3 separate regions of the Sus scrofa genome follow, and regions 1 and 2 are each linked to region 3. Evidence: chromatin contacts called from public HiChIP or PLAC-seq data. All regions are on one chromosome and are shown on one strand. The core of a region is the stretch at or near the end of the contact, and the rest is flanking DNA. Distances in the headings are between cores, read along the strand shown.

Region 1 (3,048 bases), core at 227-2,726, 180 kb before region 3:
TCAGTTTTAGGCATCTTCCTCACTATGGAAGATGAGGTGTTCGCTCGCCGCTCCCTTTTTCCCTTTCTGCCCTTCACTCTTTCAGTATAGTTATAGCATAATTTGGGTCAATGATCAATGTTTATTATGACTACATAAGTCACATTTCTTTCTTTCTTTCTTTCTTTCTTCTTTCTTTCTTTCTTTCTTTCTTTCTTTCTTTCTTTCTCTCTCTCTCTCTCTCTCTCTTTCTTTCTCTCTCTCTCTTTCTCCTCTCTCGCTCTCTTTCTCCTCTCTCTTTTTTTTTTTTGTAGATCAGATTTTTTTTTTTTTTTTGCCTTTTCTAGTTCCGCTCTCACGGCACATGGAAGTTCCCAGGCTAGGAGTCTAATCGGCGCTGTAGCCACCAGCCTATGCCAGCGCCGCAGCAATGCAGGATCCTTAACCCAAAGAGCAAGGCCAGAGATCGAACCCGAAACCCCATGGTTCCTAGTCAGATTCATTAACCACTGTGCCACGACGGGAACTCCCAGATTTTTTTTAAATTTTCTTTTCCCATTGTACAGCAAGGGGATCAAGTTATCCTTACATGTATACATTACTTTTTTTCCCCCCACCCTTTGTTCTGTTGCAATATGAGTATCTAGACATAGTTCTCAATGCTACTCAGCAGGATCTCCTTGTAAATCTATTCTAAGTTGTGTCTGATAAGCCCAAACTCCCGATCTCTCTTTCTTTCTTTCTCCTCCCTCCCTCCCTCTCTCTCCCTCTCTCTCCCTCTCCCTCTCTCTCTGTCTCTCTCTCTCGCCTTTTTTAGGGTTAAAAGTGTGGCATGTGAAGGTTCCCGGGCTGGTGGTCTAATCAGAGCTGTAGCCGCCAGCCTACACCAGAGCCACAGCAATGCGGGATCCGAGCCTCGTCTGCAACTTACACCACAGCTCATGGAATGCTGGATCCTCAACCCACTGAACGAGGCCAGGGATTAAACCTGCATCCTCATGGATCCTGGTCGGTTTTGATAACTGCTGAGCCACAAAGGGAACTCCTGTAAATTCTAATTCATAGTTGAGAAACAGCAAACTGCGATGCCTTTTCCTTTCTTACACAACTTTTATTTTTTTGCTTCTTAGGGCCACACCCACGGCATATGGAAGTTCCCAGGCTAGGGGTCAAATCGGAGTTACAGCTGCTGGCCTACACCACAGCTCTCGGCAACTCCAGATCCTTAATCCACTGAGCGAGGCCAGGGATTGAACCCATGTCCTAATGGATCCTAGTCGGGTTCATTAACCGCTGAGCCACAAAGGAAATTCCACAACTTAAAAAAATCAAAACCAAAACCAACAGTTAATAATTGTTTTGTTTTTGTTAGATAGTGTTCTATGTTATTAATAATTCAAACCCAACTTTTAGCTGGTTGCCTACATCTTTCAAGATGTTTATATGTATCTGGCATTTTATCAGTTTCATCTTTCTGATTAATGTTTCCTGGATTCCATTCTGGACCATCTGCTCCCTTTATGCTTCATGCATGGCTGTCATCCTTGGATCTGCCTTTGCTATTGTGCCATGGATTCCCTTTTTGCCTTTTCTGACTTGGATCTCTTACTTGCTATCTATTTCCTTTTCGTTTACTTTTCATTTTCATGGAACACACCTTTTCATGCCTGAAAATGTCTTTATTCTACTGACATACTTGATTAATACTTAGTTTGAGTATAGAATTCTAAGTTGATACTAATTCTCCTTCAGAATTTTGAAGGTATTGTTCTAATATCTTCTAATTTTCATTGCTGCTCCTGATAAGCCCATTCTGGTTCCTGATTAGTTGTGCATGGCCTATTCACTTCTCTTTGTAAGCTTATAGCATGCTTTGTCTCTGACATTCTGAAATTTCACAATGATGTGGGTTTTTTTGTTTTTGTTTTTGATGTGGGTTTATTTTTACCATTGTGCTGGGCCCTTAGCAGGTCCTTTCATTCTGTAAATTCCTATCTTTCAATTCTGGAACATTTCCTTATATTATTTCTTTCTTTCTTTTTTCTTTTTCTTTTTTTTTTTTGCTTTTTAGGGCCATACTCGCAGCATATGGAGGTTCCTAGGCTAGGAGTCAAATCAGAGCTAGAGCTGCCAGCCCACAGCCACACAGGATCCTTAACGCACTGAGTGAAACGGCCAGGGATCGAACTTGCAATGTCATGTTACTAGTTGGATTCGTTTTGCTGTGCCACAAAGGGAACTCCAGTTCCTTTTTAATTTCTTTCTTTCTTTCTTTTTTTTTTTTTGCTTTTTAGGGCCGCACCCCCAGCATATGAAGGTTCCCAGGCCAGGGGTCTAATCGGAGCTGTAGCTGCTGGCCACAGCCACAGCAATGTGGGATCCGAGCCAAGTCTGTGACCTACACCACAGCTCCCGGCAACACCAGATCTTTAACCCACTGAGAGAGGCCAGGGATCGAACTTGCAACCTCATGTTACTAGTTGGATTCGTTTCTGCTGCATCACAAAGGGAACACCAGTTTCCTAAGTAATTTCTCTACTCTCTTTTTATGGAACTCCTCTTTGGATGTTGGACATCCTGGACTAGTTCTCTCATATTCTATCATTTCTCTTTTATATTCTCTTTGTCTTTTTGGTCTACTTTCTGGGAAATTTCAAATTTATATTCTTTTATTGAGGTGTTCCTTCTTGTTATCGTATTTTAAATTTCCTAGAGTTTGTTTTTTGTTCTTTAAAATGACAGGTTGTTTGAAAGTATTTTTCTCTACCTGTAGCGTCTCCGTCTTTCTCTCTTTTTTTTGGCTGTGCCTGCAGCATGCGGAAGTTCCCTGGATAGAGAATGAATCCATGCCACAGCAGTGACAATGCTGGATCCTTACCCACTGAGCCACCAGGGAACTCTTCTGTCCCTTTTTTTAGTTGAGTATAGTTGATTTACAGTGTTGTGTCAATTTCTGCTGTATAGCACAGGGACCTAGTCACATAAATATATACATTCTTTTTCTCTTTTTAAATATTTTTTTAATTTTTTGTCTTTTTAGGGCTGCACCTGCGACATATGGAGATTTCC
Region 2 (3,049 bases), core at 418-2,917, 210 kb before region 3:
TTTTTTTTTTTTTTTGCTATTTAGGGCCACACCCGCGACCTATGGAAGTTCCCAGGCTAGGGGTCGAATTGGAGCTGCAGCTGCCGGCCTCCACCACAGCCACAGCAAGGCGGGATCCAAGCCATGCCTGCAACCTACACCACAGCTCATGGCAATGCGGGATCCCTGACCCACTGAGTGAGGTCAGGGATCAAACCCACATCCTCATGGATGCTAGTCGGATTTGTTTCCGCTGTGCCACAACGGGAACTCCTCCAGTCCCACTTTGTCTATTTTTTTCTTTTTGTCTTTTTAGGGCTGCACCCGCAGCATTGGAGGTTCCCAGGCTAGGGGTCGAATCGGAGCTGTAGCTGCCAGCCTACACCACGGCCACAGCAACATGGGATCTGATTCTCATCTGCAACTTACACCACGGCTCATGGCAACGCTGGATCCCTGACCCACTAATCGAGGCCAGGGATCCCACCTGAATCCTCATGGATGCTAGTCGGGTTTGTTTCCACTAAGCCATGACAGGAACTTCCTTTTTGTCCTTTTTATGGCCATGCCTGGGGCACATCGAAGTCCCCGGGCTAAGGGTCAAATTGGAGCTGCAGCTGCCAACCTATACCACAGCCATGGAGACACTGGATTCGAGCTGCATCTTCGACTTACTCTGCAGCTTGCAGCAACCTGGGATCCTTAACCCACGAAGTGAGGCCAGGGATCAAACCTGTCCCCTCGCAGACACTATGTTGGGTTCTTAACCTGCTGATCTTTTTCTTTAAAAACTTTTTTTGGCTGTGCCTGTGGCGTGTGGAAGTTCCTGGGCCAGGGATCAAACCCATGCCACAGCAGCAACCTGAGCTGCAGTGACAATGCCAGATCCTTTACTCACTGCACCACAAGGGAACTCCAGAAGAATGCATTCTGACCCATCTACTACAAGAATGTAGTTGGGGGAGTTCCCATCGTGGCTCCGTGGTAAACGAACCTGACTAGTATCCATGAGGACTCCGGTTTGATCCCTGGCCCTGCCCAGTGGGTTAAGGATCTGACGTTGCCATGAGCTGCAGTGTAGATGGCAGACAAGGCTCAGATCTGGCACTGCTATAGCTGTGGTATAGCCCAGCAGCTACAGCTCCGATTCGACCCCTAGCCTGGGAACCTCCATGTGCTGTGGGTACGGCCCTAGAAAGGCAAAAAAAAAAAAAAAATGTAATTGGGTATAATATTTGGGGGAAAGCAATACTGCAATTATTTCAAGCCCCTCAGAAATGTTCATAATCTCTGGTTCAGAAATTTCAGACATAAGGACCTGTAAGCTCGGTAGAGACTCAGGTTGTCTCTGTGTGAAATGGGAGCCATGGCAGGTTTTGAGAAGAGAAGCGAGGTGACCTGATGTTTTCATCACCTGACCATATACTCTGGAACTGAGCTGTGAATGATGGCTGGGATTTGGCCGGGGAAGAAGTCAGGATGAGGGGTCTGGACCAGGCGTAGGCAGGGAGCTGTCAGAGGCTCAGGGTTGCTGGGGTGCTAAGAGTGAGGCGGAGACGCTGCTGGAGAAGCAGCCCAGAGTGTGATAAGGAGCTTGAACTTGGTTCTAGGGAGTCCCCAGGACCTAGGAGGGTGGTGGAAGGGCTCTAAGCAGGGGACTGGCTCGGCCAGATTTAGAGACACCACAGGAGGGCAGTGTGGAGGCAGATTTGAAGGAGAGCGGGAAAGAAAATCAACTCCCAGCCCTTGAATTCCTGGAGAACTCGGACAACCCTAGGGATTCAGGGCAGCGGGGCCCCTCCCCAGCCTTAGGAGGTGAAATTTGATTAGTCTAAGAACTCAAAGTAATTCCACCGCCTTTGCCAAGGGAAGAATTTAGGCATAGGATGCTACACAGTTTTTGACAAAGCAACCAAATGGAAGTCCGTGGGGGTGGAGACGGATGGCTGGTAAATTTTTCCTCACTTTCTTTCTTTTTTTTTTTTGGCTGTGCCCATGCATGGCATGTGGAAGTTTCTGGGCCAGGGACTGAACCCGCATCACAGCAGTGACCTGAGCCTGAGCTGCTTAACCCACTGAGCCACAAGGGAAATCCTTTCTCTCATTTTCAAAAAGGGATGCAGGACAGGGGTGACTTCCCTTTCCTGCCACTGCAGCGGGCACCTCGGGAGGAGGCGCCAGGCCCAAGGACAAGAGCCCAGCTCTCAGGACGTAAAGGAGAAAAGAGAAAGAAACTGGGTCCTTGCTGAGGTCCTTCAACTGCTGAATCAGCCATCCTGGAACTTCTCTGCTGTCTTCTGCCAGACTTCCTGGTGGGGGGTAAGTCAGTCTCCCTCTTTCCCTTTCTCTCTTTTTCACGAGACTAAAACCGTCCTCAACGATGCATTCGGGGGATACGGCCAGGCCTCACCCAGAGCAGCGGCCATGAGGGTGGAAAGGAGGGGACTGTTATGAGAGAGGCTGAGAAGGAAGACCTGGGAGTTCCTGCTGTGACCAAAAAAAAAGGAAGAACTGGCTGCTTAGTAATGAATCAGATGAGCAAGAAGTACTAAGGCTGACGCTGAAGGTTTCCGCTTTGAGTATCCAGTGAACAGTGGCTCCACCAATTGATATGCGGCTGTGCCCTGCCTTCTAGATAGAAGGGCTGCCTGTTCCTTATCTCCAGGGACAGCTCCAACTCCGAACTATCTCTATCACTGTTCCTGTAAGTACTAGTTGGGCTATATGTTGTGATTTTTCTTTATTTTTACTATTATTTTTTGTCTTTTTAGGGCCACACCCACAGCATATGGAGGTTCCCAGGCTAGGGGTCTAATCGGAGCTGTAGCCGCCAGCCTACACCACAGCCACAGCAACGCGGGATCCAAGCCGCATCCACAAACTACACCGAAGCTCAAGGCAACGCTGGCTTCTTTAATGCACTGAGCTCCCTTTGAGTCCTTTAGCTTTAAAATTGATCAGGAAGAAGTTCCCGTCGTGGCGCAGTGGTTAACGAATCCGACTAGGAACCATGAGGTTGCGGGTTCGGTCCCTGCCCTTGCTCAGTGGGTGAAGGATCTGGCGTTGCCGT
Region 3 (2,780 bases), core at 79-2,578:
CTCAGGGCAATGCCAGATCCTTAACCCACTGAGAGAGGCCAGGGATTGAACCCGCATCTTCATGGATGCTAGGCAGGCTTGTTAATCACTGAGCCACGATGAGAACTGCAGCAGGATCTAACTTTAGTCATCAGGAATTCTTATTTCCTAGGCCCTGAAATATTAAAAAGAGGAATCCCTAGAAAGTGAGTACTTTCACTTTAAAGTGAGTTTTCTGGAGTTCCCGTTGTGGCGCAGCAGAAAAGAATCCAACTAGGAACCACAAGGTTGGGAGTGTAGGTTGCAGACACAGCTTGGATCTGGAGTTGCTGTGGCTGTGGTGTAGGCCAGCAGCCATAGCTATGAATATACCCCTAGCCTGGGAACCTCCATATGCCACGGGTGCGGCCCTAAAAAGACAAAAGACGAAATAAATAAAGAAAGTGAGTTTTCTGCTTTATTAAGTCATCATGGATTTGTTTCAAAAACAACTCAGAGGGAGTTCCCGTCGTCGTGGCGCAGTGGTTAACGAATCCGACTAGGAACCATGAGGTTGTGGGTTCGATCCCTGCCCTTGCTCAGTGGGTTAACGATCGGCGTTGCCATGAGCTGTGGTGTAGGTCACAGACGCGGCTCGGATCCCGCGTTGCTGTGGCTCTGGCGTAGGCTGGCAGCTACAGCTCCAATTAGACCCCTGGCCTGGGAACCTCCCATATGCCGCGGGAGCGGCCCAAGAAATAGCAAAAAAAAAAAAAAGACAAAGAAAACAACTCAGAGATTGTTCCATCTTGAAGAAAGAGGCAAGGCGAAAAACCCTACTGGTATCTACATATAACAGCACTCATGAGGAATGCTACAGTATCCAAAAACTATTTTCTACTGACTTAAAAAAAAGTGTCAAAAACTCTAAGCAAATGCAGCTACTATGGAAGTTAAAATTTTACATAATGATAATACATTAAATATAAACATAAAATAATAGCTATAGTTTACTTCTTTTAATGGGCTATGCATTCTATTAAGCACTTTATAGATACTATTCAGTCTTCCAGCTCTGCAGGGCAATAGGGCTTGCCCTGGGTATACAATAGAGCACAGAGGGAACCCAGCATGACTCAGATCTTCTTCTGGAGCAACTAGATACATCTTGCTACCATATACTGAGACAGGGGAAGCGAGGGGAAAATCAGGCTTTGGTGGGAAAATTAAGAGTCTGTGAGGTCATGTTAAGTTTGAAATGTTTCTTAGAAGTGGTGGGAAGCTGGACAGTGAGTCCACTGCTGAGGAGAACGGTCAGGGGTGAGTTTGTGACTCAGCTAGATGGTATTTAAAGCCTTGGGTCTGAATACGCAGACAGGGAAGTGGGTAGAGCAGAATCCTCAGTATTTAGAAGAGGGAGGGGGAGCAGAGGAGCCTGTAAAGCAGCTTGACAGAAAGTAGCCAGAAATGCTGGAGGAAAGCCAAGAGGATACAGGGTGATAGAAGCCCAGAGAGCATGTTTCAAGAAGGGTATGGTCACTTTTACCGAAGACTGCGAAGAGGTCAAATAAGAACAGCTGTGAAGTGACCACTGTATTTAGCGAATATGGAAGTCACTGGTGATTCTGACAAGAGCTCCCTGTCCACAGAGTGGCAGCTATAGCAGTGGAAGCTCAATTGCAGTGGAAAGAGTGACGTCAGACAAGATTTTCAGGAAGGGCTGTTCTTTTTTTTTTTTTTTTTTTTTTTGTCTTTTTGCCTTTTCTAGGACCATTCCCGAGGCATATGGAGGTTCCCAGGCTCGGGGTCTAACCCGAGCTACAGCTGCTGGCCTATGCCACAGCCACAGCCACGCGAGATCTGAGTGGCATCTGCAACCTACACCACAGCTTACGGCAACGCCGGATCCTCAATCCACTGAGCAAGGCCAGGGATCGAACCTACAACCTCATGGTTCTTAGTCGGATTCGTTAACCACTGAGCCATGACGGGAACTCCATCAGGAAGGGTTGTTCTGAAGGGAAGAAGAGAAATGGGGTAGTAATTAGACGGGGATGGAAATATCAAGGCACTTTTCTTTTCTTTTTTTTTGGGAGGGGGGCATGGCTGCTGCATGAGGAAGTTCCCAGGCCAGGAAATGACTCCAAACCACAGAAGTGACAATGCCAAATCCTTATCTGCTAGGCTACCAGGAAACTCCAAAGGCACTTTTTTTTTTTTTTTGAGGTTGAAAATATTAGAGCATATTGGTATGCTGATGAGATTGATCCAGCAATCTCCCTGCTGACAAAGAAATTAATGATGCCAGAGAAAGGAGGAATTATAGGAGCATAATTCTTGAGAAAAGGAAACAGCCCAGGGCCTAGAGAAACTGTGTTAGGATTGGTTTTTTAATGAGAGCAGAGATACTTTATAGATTTTAAAAGAAGAGAAAGCTGTAGTTCCTGCTGTGGCACAGTGAGTTAAGAATCCGACTGCAGCAGCTCAGGTTGCAGTGGAGGCGTGGTGGTTCAATCCCTGGCCTGGCACAGTGGGCTAAAGGGATCTGGCATCGCCACAGCTGCGGCATAGGTCTCAGCTGTGACTAAGATTCAATACCTGGCCTGGGAACTTCCATATGCTGCTAGCGTGGCCATAAAAAGAGAGAGAGATAGAGAGAGAGAGAGAGAGAGAGAGAGAGAGCGCACAAGCTTATGTGTACAGATGGGGGAGATAAGAAAACTTCACGTTTGGACCTAGAGACGGTCATGTCTGATTGCTGCTATTATCTCTGGTTCAGGAAGTGAAAATAGTGAGCCCACGCCTCCGAGTTCCTGCAGCGG

Evidence for each region. HiChIP or PLAC-seq counts read pairs in DNA pulled down with a chosen protein or histone mark.
Region 1: an H3K27ac HiChIP or PLAC-seq map of alveolar macrophages shows a contact between it and region 3. The contact joins two enhancer-like sites. A contact is called at or near these places in 1 of 47 Hi-C or Micro-C datasets (epiblast stem cells) and 1 of 2 datasets of contacts at active chromatin or transcription factors (alveolar macrophages).
Region 2: a contact with region 3 is called in an H3K27ac HiChIP or PLAC-seq map of alveolar macrophages. The contact joins two enhancer-like sites. A contact is called at or near these places in 4 of 47 Hi-C or Micro-C datasets (embryonic fibroblasts, skeletal muscle and subcutaneous adipose tissue) and 1 of 2 datasets of contacts at active chromatin or transcription factors (alveolar macrophages).

Annotation. Positions count from the first base shown.
Region 1 is chr6:166,463,994-166,467,041 of Sscrofa11.1, reverse strand. The region is part of intron 10 of EIF2B3 (translation initiation factor eIF-2B subunit gamma); the gene reads right to left. Among named protein-coding and RNA genes, the nearest start is that of PTCH2, 26 kb to the left of the region's middle. Within about 2 kb of position 1,476, at least 2 of the 83 cell types and tissues checked have an H3K27ac peak or open chromatin away from gene starts, as enhancers often do. A contact at or near this core is called in alveolar macrophages, where this site is marked.
Region 2 is chr6:166,499,264-166,502,312 of Sscrofa11.1, reverse strand. All of the region lies in intron 2 of PTCH2 (protein patched homolog 2), which reads right to left. Among named protein-coding and RNA genes, the nearest start is that of PTCH2, 9.1 kb to the right of the region's middle. Within about 2 kb of position 1,667, at least 13 of the 83 cell types and tissues checked have an H3K27ac peak or open chromatin away from gene starts, as enhancers often do. A contact at or near this core is called in alveolar macrophages, where this site is marked.
Region 3 is chr6:166,286,124-166,288,903 of Sscrofa11.1, reverse strand. All of the region lies in intron 4 of ZSWIM5 (zinc finger SWIM domain-containing protein 5), which reads right to left. Among named protein-coding and RNA genes, the nearest start is that of UROD, 43 kb to the left of the region's middle. Within about 2 kb of position 1,328, at least 10 of the 83 cell types and tissues checked have an H3K27ac peak or open chromatin away from gene starts, as enhancers often do. A contact at or near this core is called in alveolar macrophages, where this site is marked.